Linked DNA regions of Mus musculus: region 1 is linked to region 2. The links are chromatin contacts, called in public targeted proximity ligation maps. All regions are on one chromosome and are shown on one strand. The core of a region is the stretch at or near the end of the contact, and the rest is flanking DNA. Distances in the headings are between cores, read along the strand shown.

Region 1 (5,812 bases), core at 2,653-5,152, 300 kb before region 2:
GCACACTGGGATACTGCAATGGGGACAGTGGCATGTCTCCACTGCACACTGGGATACTGCACGGGGGACAGTGGCATGTCTCCACTGCCCTCGGAATCTTTTACAGTGCCCCCAAGATGAGTACATAGGGAAGGAATTTCCTGTTTTTTCCTTCCTTTAGCAAAAATGACATTTCAAACAATGATGATGGAAAAGTACCATTTTTGAAGCAGTTGTCTCCTGGGGGAACTTGCCTGTGATCTGTTCACAGAAGGAATGAACAGTGGCATCAAGTCTGATTGGTTCATCTGTCACCACTGGTCCAGGTGACAGATCTTCACAGGACATATGGAGATGCCTTAGCTCTATTGCTGAGTCACAGAAAAGCTTTGACCCAGAATTCCTTGCTTATTTAGAGCCCTGGCCTAGAGTTTTAAGGACCATTATAGACTCTTTAGATCAGTTATTTGAGTTCTCAATCTTTGGAGGAATCCAACGACCCTTTCACAGGGGTCACATATTAGATATCCTGAATATCAGATGTTTATATTATGATTCATAACACTAGGAAAGTTACAGTTATGAAGCAGCAAAGAAAATAATTTTATGGTTGCAGTCACCACAACATAAGGAGCTGTATTAAGGGCCTCAGCATTAGGAAGGTTGAGAAGCAGTGCCTTAAGTGTTCCTTCTTCCCCGAGTCAGCAGGAACAGGAGTATCTAGAGGGTCTTCCAGGATAAAAATGTTTTATCCCTACCATGTCATTGCTAGTCCTGGGATGTTCTTAGCATACTATCCTTCCATGATTTCATAATCACATTGACACGACATCCCGTCACAGTGACCCTAGAGGTAAAGGCTGAGACTCAAAGCTTCAAGTGCTAACTGATGCCCTTCCACCTCTACACCCTGGGCTGCTGCTTCCACTCAGGGGATACGGGCAGAGCCCGGAGCTCAGTCATGGGGAAGCCAGCTAAAAACAGATGCCATAAGACAAGAAAGCAGGAGGAAGACCTGGATCTGGCAGAGTCAGGATCATTTTACGGCTGAACTTCCTGGGCAAGTTCATTCATGAGAAAGGGATGAAGGGGCATCCTGATGGCAGAAGGGACATCAGAGCTAGACCTCAGAGGAAAAATTTACCTTTCCAGGAAGCTGTTGCTTTTAATTGAAAGAAAATCAGTGAAGTGCTTACAATGCATCGAGATTCACCACACTGTATGCGTGACATGGAATATGCTTAGTGCTACTTGAAGAATATTTTTAGAGAACAGAAAGATGCACAGAAGAGTATGAGACATGCTTGGCACCACCGTCCTGCTTCTGTCAGTACTCACTTTCGGTCTTCACATCACATGAAGTTCCATAGATGGTTTTCTACTTCTCTCTAGAAGTTGCTCTGTTTCTGAAAGGTGCACTAGCATTTCTAATAAGAATCTGAACCAAGGAGTGAGCATGGGCTAGACCTAGGCCCCTTGCACATACATAGCAATGTGCAGTTTGGTCTTCACGCAGGTCCCCCAACAGCTAGAGCAGGAGCTGTCCTTGACTCTATTGCCTGCCTGTGGATACTGTTCCACTCACTAGGCCACCTTGTCTGGCCTCAGTGAGAGAGGATTCACCTAATTCTGCAGAGATTTGATGTTCTCTCTCTCTCTCTCTCTCTCTCTCTCTCTCTCTCTCTCTCTCTCTCTCTGTGTGTGTGTGTGTGTGTGTGTGTGTGTGTGTGTGTGTATGTGTGTGTTATCCAGGGTGGGATTGCCACTTCTCAGAGGAGAAGGGGAAGGGAAAATGGAGGGAGAATCTGCATGAGGGGGTATGGGGAGAAAGGGGAGACTAATATTGGGATGTGAAACAAATACATTAAAAAAGGAAGGGAGGAAAGGAAAGAAGAAAAGAAAAAGAGAAAGAAAGAAGAGACAAGAAGAGGAGAGGAGAGGAGAGGAGAGGAGAGGAGAGGAGAGGAGAGGAAGAGGAAGAGGAAGAGGAAGAGGAAGAGGAAGAGGAAGAGGAAGAGGAAGGGAGGGGAGGGGAGGGGAGGGGAGGGGAGGGGAGGGGAGGGGAGGGGAGGGGAGGAGAGGAGAGGAGAAGAGAAGAGAAGAGAAGAGAAGAGAAGAGAAGAGAAGAGAAGAGAAGAGAAGAGAAAAGAAAAGAAAAGAAAAGAAAAGAAAAGAAAAGAAAAGAAAAGAAAAGAAAAGAAAAGAAAAAGAAATCTTCCTATTCCCCTCCCACCTCCAGCCTGGCAGAAGCTGTTGTAGGAAGTCTTCCTTTCCTGGATGTCTTCCTTTTCTGGAAGTCACAGGGGAGCTTTCTAAGCAGTGGAAGTGCAGGCTACATGAATGATAATGCTTATTGGTTTCATCTCTAGTTCCAGATTGTTTCAGAGAACTCAGAACCAAGACAGAGAGGAGGAAGAACCAGGCATGGCCTACTCTCTTACAGTCATCCATAGCAAACTCACTTGGGCATGAATTCTACTCCTGCTGGGTAGACAACACTGGGCCAGTAATTTCAAACCAAGCTCCCCAGCTCCCAGTAGTGTAGCTATGGTAAAGGAATTGAACCTCATTGAGACTTTCTTGACCTACAGACTAAAAGCACCGCCTCCTAAGCTGTGAGCTGACCTGGGTGGGGTTCATGTCCCTACCTTATGCCTTCCTGACACCATGGACTCATTCATCTCTGATAATTACTACACAGCTGTGAAATGTTCTACTGATGTATTTCCTTCCCCATGAACTGAGAGATTCTTAAAAACCACCACATATTACATATGCATAGTCATTTATCATTTCTGTGTTGGAAATTTTCAAACTCTTCTGCTCTATATAAATATATAGCATGTGTTTGTCATAGCCATACGGCTGTACTGCAGGACACTAAATCTCATTCCTATCATGCAATTGCAATGTAGCACACGTTACCAAACCTCCCCTATCCCCAACCTGTGCTGCCTCCAGTGACTGAGGTTCTACAATCCACTTCTGTAAAATTAACTCTTAATATATGGTTTTCTGTGCCTGGCTTATTTCACTTAACACAATACCTTTGTGAACTGTCAACTTTTTGAGGATAAGGGCAATGCACCTGTTACATAAAAATGTTCTAGGAACTTTTCAGGGAAAAGCTTATTGAGAACAAACAGATTTATGATATAACACATTATATTCAGGCATTTTATGACATATAAAACCCAGAGACAAGTACCATATAACTATTTGTCCACACAAATTAGTACAAATGGTGTTGGCAGCCAGTGTCACCAGCTTAGAGCAATGCTTCCTTCCATTGCTGTACCTGTAACTGTGTCTTTGATGGTAACAGAGTCCCTCAAGACAATGAAGTCAGCCATCTGGAGTCAAAGTCAAACATACTATTTACATTTCACTGCAAACGATTTGACCTCTTTGTTTCTGGCTTCTCTTCAGTAAAGTAGATGGGAACAAGCTGTGCCTGGGCAACCCTCGATTTCCTAGGTTAACAACACACCTTGAACAAGCCTAGGCCCACAGCAGATACTCAGACCGTACAATGCAGTTATTGAGGGGGAAATAGATGTAGAAATCACCCTCTAGGTTTACAGTAGACACTGTGTGACTGAATAAGACTCAGTGTAATGGAGAACACCTTTAAAATAACAAGTTTGATTAATATTCCATGGCTGGAGGCAGGCCAATGTATTAGTCAGTTTACGGTTGCCTCTCAACACCCAGGTCTCCGCTGCGAGTGCCACGGAAATAGCTTTTCCCACACTGTGATGATCAATCTTAGAACCATAGATGGGTTATTATGGCTTAAATGTGGAAAGTCCCCATCACGAGCCTTCATGATGCATTGAACATTTGGTCCCTCACTAGTGGTGCTGTTTGAGAGAGACTGTAGACCTTGGGAGGTAGAACTTAGCTGCCAGACACAGGTCATAGAGTGACAGTCTGTGTGTCCTGAGTCACCACGATGTGAAGAAGTCATGCTGCGAGCCCATACTGCCAGAACCTGAGCTCTACCCTGCCGTGCTGAGCCACACGTTCTGAGCTGGGGGTCGTGTAAACCCCTTTCCTGTGAGATGCCGCTGCCGGGCATTTAGTCACAATAATGATAGAAGGAAACAATGCATGGGCTTCTCTGCCCTTCCAGACTCAGTGGAAAACAGGATGAAAGCTGTGGGCTCCAGGGAGTAGGTCACTGCCTTTGAGTTTCCTCATGTCTCCACTCTAAAAGGTCCCAGAGCACAGCAAAATCCACAGACTTTTGGAGAATGCTAGCAGCCACAGGGGATAGGAAGAGCTCCAATTCTGGCACAATGTAAGAGCAAGCATGCTACTACAGATCAGGGAAATGATAGGGAAAGGGCACATGACCAGGGATCCACCAAACATGCTGAAACCTAAAATATGGGACAGATTGAGTTAGCTGCTAGCTCTGATACTTGTTAACACACTATTTAAAGCACTAGCTTTCTAAATAGTGTTTGTATTATTTTTTTTATTTTTTTTTATTTTTTGGTTTTTCGAGACAGGGTTTCTCTGTGTAGCCTTGGCTGTCCTGGAACTCACTCTGTAGACCAGGCTGGCCTCGAACTCAGAAATCCACTTGCCTCTGCCTCCCAAGTGCTGGGATTAAAGGCGTGTGCCACCACGCCCGGCTTTGTATTATTTTTTATTTCAAAAGCACATTTCATTTTTCATGATTACAATGGTTCATTACAACATTCATAGATTATTAAACAAAAATCCCAGTCTCCACTGTAGGATACCTGACTTTATTTTGCTTGGGGTAGGAAAGGCCAAGAGAATCCTTAAAACAATACAGGCTCTTGCCATTGTCCTTGGTTGCTGGCCAGAACTTGATGGTAAGACCATATTGCTGAACATGCTATATTCTTTGGTCTCAGACATGGAAAAATCAAGCTGGTATTGATCAGGAAATTTCCTTCCTGATCACTACCTTCCATACTGCCAGAAGGTACCATGCTTATTACTGTCTAAGAAAAGCCATCAACAGCCTTAGCCAGCTGTGACTCTCCAGCTGTGAGCTACAGGAACAACTGGCCTGGTAACATATACACATTGTTGTTATAGTAGGATAAACGTTACAGAGATAACCAATGACTTTCTGATTAGATTTAAGGCTTCCTTCACAAGAGAAACTCACGTCTACCTGGTACTACAAACCTGGCTAGTAACCCAGTGACTTGGAAAATCAGAAACCCTAGAGGAGAATCTATTAAAATTATTTTGCTAAATGGACATAATATCAAACTGCCTTCTAAATACTTATCTTCATATCCAAAGATCAGTTCAACTCTCAGATCTTATTGGAGAAGCTTTGTTCATTGCGGTGGGCAACAATTAATACAGAGACTCACAGATGAATAAGTGACCGTGGAGTCCTCAAGCTCTGACTGACTGATCACCTATCAGACTCCTGCCCCATCCTCTCAAGACAAGGGGACACCACGGAAGAGTGGCAGGATGCTGGTAAGAGCCACTGGTTGGAGAGGACGGCTGCAATCAGTGTCTTCTGGATTTGGCAGGGCTATTGGACTCATGATCTTGGGACAGCTGTGGGTACCTGTACAAGACCTGCACAGGATCAAACCAGCCAACATCCCAGCCTGTATGGGAGAGAGACACATGAAACCCTACTCTTTGCTGAGAAGTTACTGGCAGTTGATGGGCACTGGGGAAGGGAGAATCATCTTCTTCAAGGGTGTGGCTCCTGGAGGCTGCCTATGCTCCAGTAAATGGTCCTGCATCAGTACTTATATGAGTACCAATTAGACTTGATGGACACTTTTTTAATGCAATAAAGGAGATGTGTTAGGGAGGGTCT
Region 2 (5,166 bases), core at 1,383-3,882:
AGTGTAAGGTGGAGTCTGCGGGAGGCATATCTGGAAAAGGATAGGCCAGGTCATGAGGACATTCTCATAAAGACACTGGAGGGAGGGAGGGACCAGGCAGCAGAATCTGCTCCCAGGGGAGGCAAGGATCTGAAAGTGCAACAGAGCAGGGTCTGTACTCTTCCCACCAGGTGTTGAGCGTGTTGCAAGCCCCACTTAGGCCAGCCAGTTGACGGACCGGGACAATTTCAGTATGAACTATCTTCTTGTTTTCACAGACAAGGAATGGCAGCTGACAGCTCCAGGGTGGATGAACTTCTGAAGAAAAGAAACCTTATTATATTTATTATCCTTTTTGAAGACTGGCTGTAACCCTAAGGGAAATAATAGTATGTATTCCCTATTAGAGCTAATAACAGAAATGCATATTTATTTTATATTTATTTGTAGTGCCCCTAGGAGTTAAAAACTTCTCCCAAATGAAAGCAATGATGAAATATAATTGTTAAGTTGCTTACTGCAAATGAGAGTTTAGAGCTGAGCATTTTAGAATCCCTGGAGTGAGGCTGGGTGGAGGCTGGGAAGAGAGAGCAGGGTAAGAAGAAATGATGTGTACAGAATGACAGTGGCTATCAGCTACAAGGCTGCTTCTGGGCCTGAAGCCAAGAAAAAGACAGATATCTAAAAGCAGAGCTGAGGCTAGGCACTACATAAACCATGGACATAGCCCAACATCTGTGGCATCTACACCTGTAGCTCATGGCCACCGTGGTTATCAGGAATATTACTAATGCCATCCACCATGCCTGTTTTTATCAAGTAGCTGTGCTACAAGGGACAGTTCACACAACTATTAGTCTCTGACTGGCCTCAGGTAAGTTGACAAACACAGTAAAAAAATGAGTCTTCCTTCCCAGGTCTACTTCCTTTTCTGGACTCTAACACCTGCTGCTGTTCTGGGTAAAAGGCAATGGCTCAGGTTTGGTGACATTCTCACTCTATCTTCTCCTAGCTCCTACCCCATCTCTACATACACCTCTTTATCCCACTCGTCTAGAAGTATGAGGGTAAAATTAGATGCTAAGTGTGTAAAATAAAGAGACTGAGCAGGAGAGATATCTCAGTGGTTAAGAGCACTGGCTTCTCTTCCAAAAGGTAGAAGCTTAATTCCCAGCAAGCACATAGGGGCTTCAAGATACTCGGTAACTTCAGTTCCAGGGGATGCCCTCTTCTGGACTCCTTAGGTACTGCATACATTTGATGTACATGCAAGGCAACATGCCCATACAATAAAATAAATAATTTTTTGAGGCAAGGAAAAGGGACTGTCCATTTTAACTGGTGTTTAACTAAGCCTCTGGGAAATGCATCCCTTTATCCTTAGAACTCCCTTGAACACATGTTATACCTCTTCAGACATTCACGGTGGGAGTGCTAATCAATATATCTCAGCTTTAAAATAACCTTATTAGAACATGGGCGGCACCATGAGAGCAGCAGGAAGGGTGAGACAGTTGGTTCCATGTGATTCTCTGAACCAGTAATGTGACTAGAAACTGAATTCTCTGCTGGAGCTGGAGCAGATTGTTCACTGCGACAAAGGAGAGTCAAGATAGCTGTACTGTTGCTCTATAAGTAACTTCTTCCCATTCTTAGACAGACACATGATCTGTACCCACTTAGATGTTGCCAGAAACGACATCTCTGTACAACACAGCCTCTTCAGTGAAGAAGCTCTCGGCTATGCTAACCCACACATTCAGGGTATGGGGAAGAGGTACATATAAATGCAGCCTAGATCTTTACTAGGCTCAGCCATAGTGCACCAGCTCTGCTGTCCCTACAGACCTTTGGCAGAGGCCACTATCTACGCAGATAAACTATCAGGCTAAAGCCTGGGTGGGCACCACAAGCAAGTTCGTTGACTCATCTGCTAATTACTTCCTGTGTTTGCTTCCCTCAAGAAGCTTGAAATGGACAAACACCTTGGAAAATATCTACTCTTACAGATCAAAGCCAAGTACAATATAAAGAAAGAGCTTCAGAAACTGTACTCAGAAACCAGCCTGCTTCCCCCAGAATCAGGAGTCGTGCTGAATGGCACCCCTCAATCTTTCACATAATAAAATCTCTCACAGGCGTGGTTTAACAGAGGGCCTTACTGACCACACCAGTTGTTGGGAATCAAACACAGCACAGTAGGGCCTGTCTACTCGCTTCACCTCACTACTGCTATTCTTCAGCAGGAGAGAAGAGAGAAATACAGAGGCCCATACACTAAGCATTTCCCGATATGCAGCAGTGTTTCTGAAAACCAGTTAACTACATGCCAGCTGTAAAATCGTCTGCCCCCTCTGACTACCAGGATCACTGTTTCACGTATTTAAAACTTGGGGTGGTATGGCTAGAAATATAAACCAAATACTTGCCCTGTATGCCTACCAATAAACATAAAACAGTAAACTACTGCTTTTGTGTTTTATTGCCCCTGAAATGTTAAGGAAACTGGCATGAGGACTTGGCAGGTAGATTGGGGTCTTTAGGTTCCTTAGGTAGAAATATCTGGTCTCCTCTCAGGAGCAGGACAGCAAGCAGTGTGTAGAGCTCCTTTTCCTACAGGGAGTGGCAGGACTTCAACTCCAAACAAAGCCTCAGCCAGCTTCCTCCAACTAGGCACACCCACATACTGGGAAGTTAGGCATGGTGCTGAACCCCTCTCACAGGATGATAACTCAGTTTCCTTTTTACATTGTTAAGCACCAATGAAATGATGTTTCAGAACTCCACCTAAGCCAATAAAGGGGGGTCTATCATACTGGGGTAGCTGCTGTTATAAATCTAAACTGATGGGTAAATAAACACCACACCTCCTAAGACTGCCTTAAACCTCTAAGCTGGTTTACAGCCAGTGTTTCAGAAGAGTTTTGCTACCTGGGTGTGTGCCTGTATGCTAAGTACTAGCTATTAACTCTTGCTTGATCCTTATCTCTTAAGAGTTCCCCAATAACCCTATAAGGTAAATATTATTAGCATTTCTACTTCACTGAAAGAATGGGCTTTGCCCCAGGTCATTTGGTCATAAATTAGTGAGCTGGCTTTAACTTCTGTCTCTAAGAAAGCAATTAAAAAGTATGGAAAGCAGTGAGCATATGAGCTATAACAACCGTATTCTCTACCTGATTTTCACTCCTTCTTAATCACAAAATAGAACCTTAAAAGGTCAAAATTCTCCATACAGAGTAACTGAAGGGGGAAAAAATCAATTAAAATAGATTTTTTTCACAATACATTAAATGTAATAAATCCTTTCAGCTAGATTAACTTTCTTACATGTGAGCCAAAAAAACTGATCCTTGGAAGCAGATGAGATGACCACTCATCAACACTCACATTCCAAACAATGGGCAAGTCCCATGAGCAAGTAGGGGGCTGCAATCCTCAGCACCATTTCCACAGCTCCTGGGCTCCTGGGACATTGCACTGACTGGCTCTCTAGTATGGCATAGCCTGTGCTCTTGTCCAAGTATCATGTATTTTTTGCTGCATACTGCAGAGCCTGACAGTTTGATGCTTGCTATTACTATTGGCTTCTCATGAGTTTCACAGTGGTTTTAGAAATAGCCCTGTTAGCATCCTACATGGTGGGAAGAGCAGGGAAAGCCAGTCACTTCCTTTTCTCAGGACACTGGACACTGGGGTAGAACTGTCAACTGGCAAGTTAATGCATTCACACTTACTGAGACTGCTGCATTATTTCCAAGTTAGGAGACTGGCCATGTAAGAAAAAGATAAATGAATAATCTATGTTTGTCTTTTCCCAAACTAGCATTTTAGGAGGGGTGATGAAAATTATAATACTTTAATAATTTTCACGTAAAAACTATTATGATCTTGTTCTGTACATAAGACAGCAACATGGTGAGAATATGATTGGTTATTCTGATCTCTTATTGGGCTTAGTTAATAGAAATAATTCACTTTTACTGAGAGGAAGGTAAAAAATGGACTTAATTAAATCTCACTACAAACAACATAGCCTCAGTGGGGTGTGGTGGTATGTACTTATAATCCCAATTCTTGGAAGTCAGAAGCAGGTAGACCACCACAAATTTGAGTCTACTCTGGTCTATATAAGTGAGTTCTAGATTAGCCAGAGCTGAATAGAGAAAACTGTGCCAACAAACAACAAAAAGGCACAACCTCTTCTGCAATGCCCATTTTCTTTGTTACTATCATTATTTGCCACCCTAAAGTCCAAGGTCTGCCACCTGCAGTGCACACCCAATGCATCTTTAGTCTATACTCTGCCAAAGCTCCTTCCATCGACCTCTACTTCCTGTCTTTCTGTCCAGCAGCCTGTGTATCCAGAGGACAGAAGCCGGCCGATGCTGATTCTACAGCCTACTTCAGGGCTCTCATAGAAGTGCTGTTTTAAAAGTAACCGGGCTGGTATGAGAGTAAAGGGCGGGTAGAGGAGCTTGCTGCCAACCCTGACTCCAAAGCTGTCCTCTGAGCCCACATGAATGCTGTAGCACTGATACCACACAGATCATGCACACTTCACACAACAGTTAGAGGACAAACTTTTCAGGCCTACTAAGCTTAAAATGTGAGGCACAGATATTTTAATTTTAAAGGTTATAACAAATTTGAGATAGATTTCCATTAATGAGAAAGGAAATAATGAGTGTGAAAATGGATGGGAAATCAAGACTTGTCTGGAAAGTCCTGGACAAGCCTGGGAAGAAGATAAGCTTCCATCTCGATTCTAAAATACGCACCTTTTTTTCTGCATCTGTCATGCTGAAATTGTTCTTAGCTCACACTGGACTGTTCTTACTGGACATGCTGGCAACATCTGCTCAAACCTTCTAACCTTCTAAATAGGCAAAGTCCAGCTTCAGTAAATGCTTTCTGACAGACAGCTCAATGTCTTATACATATTTTTAGAGAGGACTAAAATATATACATGCTTTGGTTAATTTAAAACGACAGATGTATGATAGCGTACAACTTGGGGTGCAGCTGGGTTGAGTCAATAAACACACCCAAGCAGATGCGAAAGCTCCCACCTGACTCATGGGCCCTACTTTTTGGCTGATTCTGGAATTCCAAGCCAGGTGCACTTTCGCAGGCCCCATGTGATTCTTATGATGCATACACTGCCTTTTCCTTCCAGGAAACTAA

The links.
Region 1: a contact with region 2 is called in a targeted proximity ligation map of pancreatic cancer cells. A contact is called at or near these places in 2 of 484 Hi-C or Micro-C datasets (embryonic stem cells and uterus) and 2 of 130 datasets of targeted methods (the NIH/3T3 cell line and pancreatic cancer cells).

The regions. Positions count from the first base shown.
Region 1 is chr19:16,560,756-16,566,567 of GRCm38.p6, reverse strand. The region is part of intron 2 of Gna14 (guanine nucleotide binding protein, alpha 14); the gene reads right to left. Among named protein-coding and RNA genes, the nearest start is that of Gm41811, 20 kb to the left of the region's middle.
Region 2 is chr19:16,256,672-16,261,837 of GRCm38.p6, reverse strand. The region is part of intron 2 of Gnaq (guanine nucleotide binding protein, alpha q polypeptide); the gene reads right to left. Among named protein-coding and RNA genes, the nearest start is that of Mir496b, 56 kb to the left of the region's middle.